2 separate regions of the Bicyclus anynana genome follow, and region 1 is linked to region 2. A link is a contact called in public Hi-C data. All regions are on one chromosome and are shown on one strand. Each heading gives the region's core, a stretch centred on a gene start, on an enhancer-like site or on the middle of the called end of the contact. The rest is flanking DNA. Distances are from core to core; before and after follow the strand shown. Region 1 overlaps LOC112047329. Region 2 holds the start of LOC112047334 (all trans-polyprenyl-diphosphate synthase PDSS2).

Evidence for each region. A called contact is a pair of places that touch in the nucleus more often than the background predicts.
Region 1: a Hi-C map of whole body shows a contact between it and region 2, with 2.1 times the contacts expected there. The contact joins the enhancer-like site here to the promoter of LOC112047334 in region 2. A contact is called at or near these places in 2 of 2 Hi-C or Micro-C datasets (whole body and whole larva).

The regions. Positions count from the first base shown.
Region 1 is chr7:1,247,757-1,251,239 of ilBicAnyn1.1, reverse strand. It overlaps LOC112047329, which reads right to left. Exons shown (of 43, transcript XM_052882370.1): 5 at 1,714-1,799; 6 at 1,288-1,410; 7 at 655-764; 8 at 133-230. Among protein-coding and RNA genes, the nearest start is that of LOC112047330, 33 kb to the left of the region's middle. Within about 2 kb of position 1,644, at least 4 of the 8 cell types and tissues checked have open chromatin away from gene starts, as enhancers often do.
Region 2 is chr7:1,211,742-1,215,278 of ilBicAnyn1.1, reverse strand. LOC112047334 (all trans-polyprenyl-diphosphate synthase PDSS2) reads left to right here and starts at 1,594. Exons shown (of 7, transcript XM_024084424.2): 1 at 1,594-2,181. The coding sequence starts at 1,868. It overlaps LOC112047329, which reads right to left and starts at 1,052. Exons shown (of 43, transcript XM_052882370.1): 1 at 844-1,052.

The DNA.
Region 1 (3,483 bases), core at 395-2,894, 36 kb before region 2:
ATTTCAGCTGTTTTTTTTTCGTCTACCCTCTTGCCAATGGTCTTCTTGTGCCTTTTTGCCCAAGTATGTAGTTATCATATATATAATTATATACAAGATTTAATGTTTCTAGTTCGGTAATGGAAGACTCACCTTTTCCAAAAAGCTCGCTCTTCATGACTCCCTCCCGAGCCTTCATGAGATTTACATTACCTCGTAATGTATTTATTTCGCCATTGTGGGCAAGTACTCTGAAACGTAAAATAAATTTAAAATGTTTTTATTGTTTCCAGCACGACCAAGAGTAAAATATAGGGTGCTGGGGAGTATTTTCCATAACTCTGGGATTATTATATTATTTACCTAAAATTAATTCAAAATGTTCTAGGAACATGAGTTCTAAAAATAATATTTACCTACTTTCAATTCAATATTTCTTTTGTAAATAGATCATAAAATGTGTCCCATAAATCATCTTTAATCTTTATAATTATGTCTTGGCCAAGCTTTACTTACGTATTTTAAAATGCGAAGATAGATAAAGGCGTGTGTTAGATGGATAGTCGGACATATTATATATATACATAATATAAAACGTATAAATATAATATGTCCGATATACCGTTGCTATGAACGAGGTGGAGAGCTATATGTCAATACTTGATTATATTTTACCTCAAAGGATGGGCACGTTCCCAGCTGGGGAAGGTGTTGGTTGAGAATCGAGTGTGCACTAACGCGAGGTACGTCGTGAACGCCGGGTTGTTCAGATCCTTGAAGTATTCCTACAACAAGACGTCATGATCATTCTTCGCTAAGCAATTATTAAAGTTAGAAAATAATTTGTTCACTGAAGTTGACGTTACACACATACGCGAATTCGGGTTGGCTTAGGTTAGAAGCGCAATTAAAGGTTTCAAAATTAATTATTTGAATATTTAAACGCAAACAGTCAAGCAAATATTTGCTTCTTACGGCTCAAGTCGAGAGGAATATCTTAGCATTCCATGGATTCACCGTGCGGGTGCCGGGTCCATTGTGGGGCAGAGAGAAAAACCCTGAGCAAATAGATCCCCGGACTTGTGACGTTGGGTGTAGGGTTAAGGACATACTAGACAGTTAGCTAACCCTCCCCTTCTCCGCTCGTGTTGTTCTCCTTGCTTAGCCAAAATTGGTAAGATCCTACTATTACATACATACATACATTCGAATATAGAAACTTGCTGTAGTTCTAGTGAGGCCAAGGTCTTAAAGCAAGTTATAGATAGATTATGCTGATATTCTATTCTGGGCTTTAAAGGTACTTACCCATAATTGATTAGAAGTCAGAAGCCCCTTGTAGACAACAGTTCTCAATGACAAGCTGCAGATATAGAACCGAGCGCCAGGCACCACCAGCTCATGGGACGCCCTCTTGCGGAGCACGAATATCTGCGAACACAACACAGCACCGTTCCAAGTAACAGCCAACGAGCAAACTACGTCAAGGCAAGGGTATCATTTAATACATAAAGGGTTTGTAAATTTACGTTTGCAACGACGGGCGGAGATCCGGCGGTGACGCGCGCGGCGCAACGATCTGAAATGAAAGCTCCAAGAGTGCTTTGGGTCCTAACAGATACATATGGGGGAGTCTGAAATCGCAATACACACTTTGCGAGTTCATACTCGTATGAGATGTATTTATTAGTCGGTGTGTTCCGGTTATGTTCTCGCTTGCTGTTCAGCGCTTACCTGACGTGCGAGTTGGTTTTCGTCGGCGATATCTCCGGTAACAAACACTTGTCGCATATATGGCTCCGAGTTACGAGCCACCTGACCTGAAAGCGAGCCAAATGAGCCCATTACAAAATGCACTTTTGGGTCTACCCTATTATATGAACTAGTCTATCGTGAACACCTACGTGACATTGTTTTGAGTGTCAAATTATAAATGTGTTGGTTCGATCGATGTTGTTCGCTTTGATGGTAATGATGAAAATGAATTATTTTAACCCGAAGCAATACAAATGATTTTGAAATGGTCGTTAAATTCGTCATGATAAATAGTAGATAGCAACCAATTTTACCATCGAAGCGAAATTTTAAAACCAATTCTACCAACATCGCTATTGGGATTGATAACATCAAATTACGTTTAATATCTTCTTTTAATTCTCAAACAATGACCCGTTCACATAATTCCAGTTCAAACAAAAGTCATAATTCATCTAGAATTAATTTACAGCGAAGATGACGTCTAGATGGATCCGGTTATTTTTAACCAATCGGATTGCATATACTACGGACTATACTCTGGATTATTGGTTACCCTTAAATAACGCGTCCAGTTATTAAATTACATATCTAATGATCACTGGATTTATAACTTAGTACTACGAATGCAAATCCTCTATTATTTCTTTTCAGAGTAATAAAGTACTGGATCACTTCTCTGGGCTAGGATTATGTGAATTGGCCCTAAATAAACTTTAATTACTGATTTTACCACAACCAGTGCGAACTGCATATATTTGTGTCATAAAACACCACGTTATGGGGCAAGTTATAAAAACGAGTTCAATTCAATGCGTTTCGAATTCCACAGTCCACACCGATCGCTCAATAAGGAATAATTCCATTCATTTGGACCAGGTCAATTCGTTACCACTTGTGATTGGCTATTGAGAGGAGTTCGATAGACGTGTGCAAATAAATGAATATTCCTTTCAAATAATGGTACCACGTTAGAGAATCTCACATCAATTGCGATAATACCATAAAAATACGGTTGTAAAAGATGTCTTTTTAAAACAGTAATATGAGAACTTTGTCCTTCAAAACGTCTCTTGTATTTGTGGCATCGTAAGTCCGGGCAAATAATAATTTAGTGTTATAAAAGGTAAATTATTTTTAAACCTAGTGTGGTTTTAGTAATTAATTACATACGTATGTAGTTTTTACAATACGTTTTTTTCGGAGTACATTTATTCAGTTGGCTAAAATAATTATTAGGTATCATTATAGATAGCCTCTAGCTAGTTTATACTTAACGTTGAATACCTAATACCTTAAGAGCGCGCAGCGCGTCGGTACGATATGGATAAAATTCGAAGCGCAAACGAGACGCCGAATTATGACTTTCACGTGATTGAAAAGCACGGAGCGATTGACGCGCGATGCAAATTTTATGACGTGAGCGCCAAAACCATTTTTACCTAATTGCAAGTAAATTAAACAACATAACGAAAAACAAAATGGCCATGTTCAAGATATTTACTTAATTTTCTATACAAAACAAAAATTTAAGAAAATAAGTTTGCTTTTCCTGAGATTGAAAGCAAAATGTGAGCAAAACATGTATTTTTCAAAAAAATAAATTATCGATAAAAGTTTCACAAATTGTGTATTTTGTATAGTCATAACGAAGCTAACACTTTGAAATATCATTTACCCAAATATCAGGCTCCTAACTTTTCCAGAATCGGAGATCCAGAACCATTTGTAACCACCAAATTACATATT
Region 2 (3,537 bases), core at 345-2,844:
TTAAACTGAAGGAATTGACAATCTTTCAGTTAATACACAAACATACTTCCTGGAATACTTTGACTATATTCTCTCACACATGCTAGCTAAGCTGAACCAGTTAATTTTGTAAAACCTAAAATTCCTGTACAAAATACAAATTATCATTTTCTTATCCCTGTTTTAAAAATAAAACAGCAATTAATATTCAACTTCTTCAAGTTGTACACAGTCATGTTTTAGTGCGAGCAACGGCAAGCATTTACTTTTAGTTTAATGGCCTAAGAAGATTACAACTTCTTTAAGTATGTTTTTACATGTTTTCTAATAGTATCGTTAATACTTATTATAATAACTTATCAGACAGATTAGAATAAATTAAGACCTGTGTAACTAAATTAGAGAAGAAATTTTCTAACAGCATTGTTAAATTGTATGGTTTTAAGTTTAACTCATTGCGATTAATAGGTAAAACCTTAAATCTATAATTTAACACTGTGCTTATTATGCACAGCAGTGTTTAAATATAATTGATGAAATGGACCATAGTAGTTATCATTATAATATTATTAAAACTAGAATTATTAGTCTTTTTCAGATTATTGATAAATGTTATTTCAAATATTAAAGATGATCAGAGAACTGCGCAGTTCTTTGTCAAACAGTAGGGTGCCTTGGGAATTGAAAATCGTGTATGGAAAGGTATTCATGGAAAATTATTAACATCTTGTCGACAACATGTAGTTTCAGTTTACACTGACTGCAGTGTTTACCACGTATGCAAATACACGTGGGCCTGGGCCTTGGCTAACTATGATCGGTAATCGGTTAGCAGAAAAATATTGAGTGCACAGAATTCCTTACCTCAAAGCAAGTTCGATAAGTAAACGAAACTGTGCACGGCTAACGCACTATATAAAGCACTTGTACAGACCAAAGCTGTAATATAACAGAAACACAATAGTTTTAGTTAAGATTTGTAAAATCAAGAGCACTGAAAATGCCGGTAAATTGTAGTGACCCTTATCAGTCGACTACACAAACCGGTGATACGCGAGTGACTGAACTTGATTGATTTGAATTTTGAGCGAATGGGATTTTCGTATGGTGAACGAATGTCATATGGAAGCTTCTGATTGGTTAAATCAAGATTGAAATTTCAACAAGTGTTGTTATTATATAAAGAAATAATTACCCTAATTAAAAAGTAGAAAATGAGTAAAAAAATATTAAATAAAACTATAGTTTTGAAGAAGTATACAGTAAACTTAAATAAGTTCAAGAAAATCTACGATCCGACAGTAAATTATATACCATCTAATAGTAGCTAATTTTACCTGTGCTAAGGTAAAACTAATAATACTGTATTATAGTTTACGTTAAAGTTTCACTATGTTAGATAATTATATTCTTAGGTAAACAAAATGAGTAGATATATTTTTAATATTATTTTGTTTTGTTGTAAGTTGTAACAAGATAATCATGTAATTATCACATCGTGACATACAAACCGATGTGCCCTAATTTCAGCAAGTTTTGTTTATATGGCAACACCTTCCTCCACCTCGCTATACGTCACAATTTCATTCCGCACTTTATCCCCATTCAGCTCTGATTGACCAATCGTATATCAGTTAAATATTTTAGCGGCAAAGAGTTGACCGTTCGTAATGTGGCGCGTACATAAAACAATTTACGAAATATCAATTTACGTAAACGTTGCATAAACTTACAAGTTTTGCAATAGAATATCTCAAAGTTAACTCTTTGTCAATCCGCATATACATATAAAATTAATTTTGTTAAGGCCGTGGGCTATAATTTTTCCTAGTTTATATCAATATTTTGGATTTAAGTTTAAATTTTTGGTGTTGATAACTGTGCAAAAATGAGTTTCAGTTGTTTGCGTTGTGTAGTGCGTTACGATTTAGTGAAAGTCAGCAGAGTCAGCCCATCGAGTGCGTTGGTTGCGAAATATTTGGGATCCTCGCGTGAATTGAACACGAGTGCCAATCTCCGTGCAGTTGCCCAACAAAACACGAAGCCGGACTGGAACCGGGCCGTCAGCGAGGCAGAGAAGATAGTCGGCTACCCGACTTCGTTTCTAAGCCTCCGATGGGTTTTGAGCGACGAAATAGCTAACGTTGCGTTGCATTTGAGGAAGCTCGTCGGCAGCAATCATCCTCTACTGAAAACTGCGAAGTTAGTAATGTTCTATATTCAAAAATATATTTATTGCTATTTTTACGAATATTTCTGTCTTTCAAAATAATATTAGTTATATTCCTTTCCTAACTCACTATATAGTTTGTGCGAGGAATGTGTACAATATAGTCTGACTAGCTGACGCCGCGCGGTTTCACCCGCGTGGTTCCCGTTCCCGTGGAAATATGGGCATAATATAGCCTATAGCCTTCCTCGATAAATGGGCTATCTAACAGTGAAAGAATTTTTCAAATCAGAGCAGTAGTTCCTGAGATTAGCGCGTTCAATCAAACAAACAAACAAACAAACAAACTCTTCAGCTTTATAATATTAGTATAGATTAGTATAGATGACTCGGATGGTCGGGGATTGAACTTTCAGGCCGGAGTATTTAATCGTAGAGCTATTTCATTTTACTTATTTTTGAACATCAGCCGGGCTAGCATGGGCAAGGGACAAAATTTTTATCCACCCATTATATCCACTGACTAAGGATATAAATCCACCCGTCATAGCATGGCCACTAGGAAAAGACAAATTAATCCCCGATTGACATTACGCGTGGAGATCTTTTCCTCGACTATGGCATATGGAGTGGATAAAATGATATACTTTGGGACTTTTGACATTTAAACGCGATAAATTTATCCCTGTGAAGTTGATGTGGGGATAAAACTTTACTTAAAAAAACAATTATGTCTCGCATGTTTTGGTCTGTAACAATTGCTTCGCAATATGGGGTGGGGTAGGGGTAGGGTAGGGGTAGGGTAGGGGTAGGGTAGGGTGGGGTAGGGGTGGGGTAGGGTAGAGGTAGGGTAGGGGTGGGGTAGGGGTGGGGTAGGGTAGGGTGGGGTGGGGGGTAGGGGGAGGGGGTTAGGGGTGTATGGGGGTATGGGTTGTGTAGGGGTGGGGTAGGGGGGAGGGGGAGGGGGGTAGGGGGAGGGGGGTAGGGGGGTTACGGGGGTAGGGGTGGGGTAGTGGTGAGGTAGGGTAGGGGTAGGGTAGGGGTAGGGTAGGGTAGGGGTAGGGCAGGGGTAGGGTAGGGGTAGGGCAGGGGTAGGGTAGGGGTAGAGGTAAAGAAGGGTAGAGTAGGGATAGAGAATAAGTGCACTTATGTCACAACGAAGCTTGACCGGGTCCGCTAGTATGATAGATACTATAGATACCTACTACAAACCACCGCAAAAAACAATCACCAAACAAAACAATGCCAACAGAAAACAGATAATATGCACAAAATAACCAAATATTATCAAATTTACGTTTATTTCGGACTATTAATATACCTGATGCCAATTTATAAGATATATACAAATGGGTTGACAAGTCTTTCCCTCCGTTTATCCACCGGGG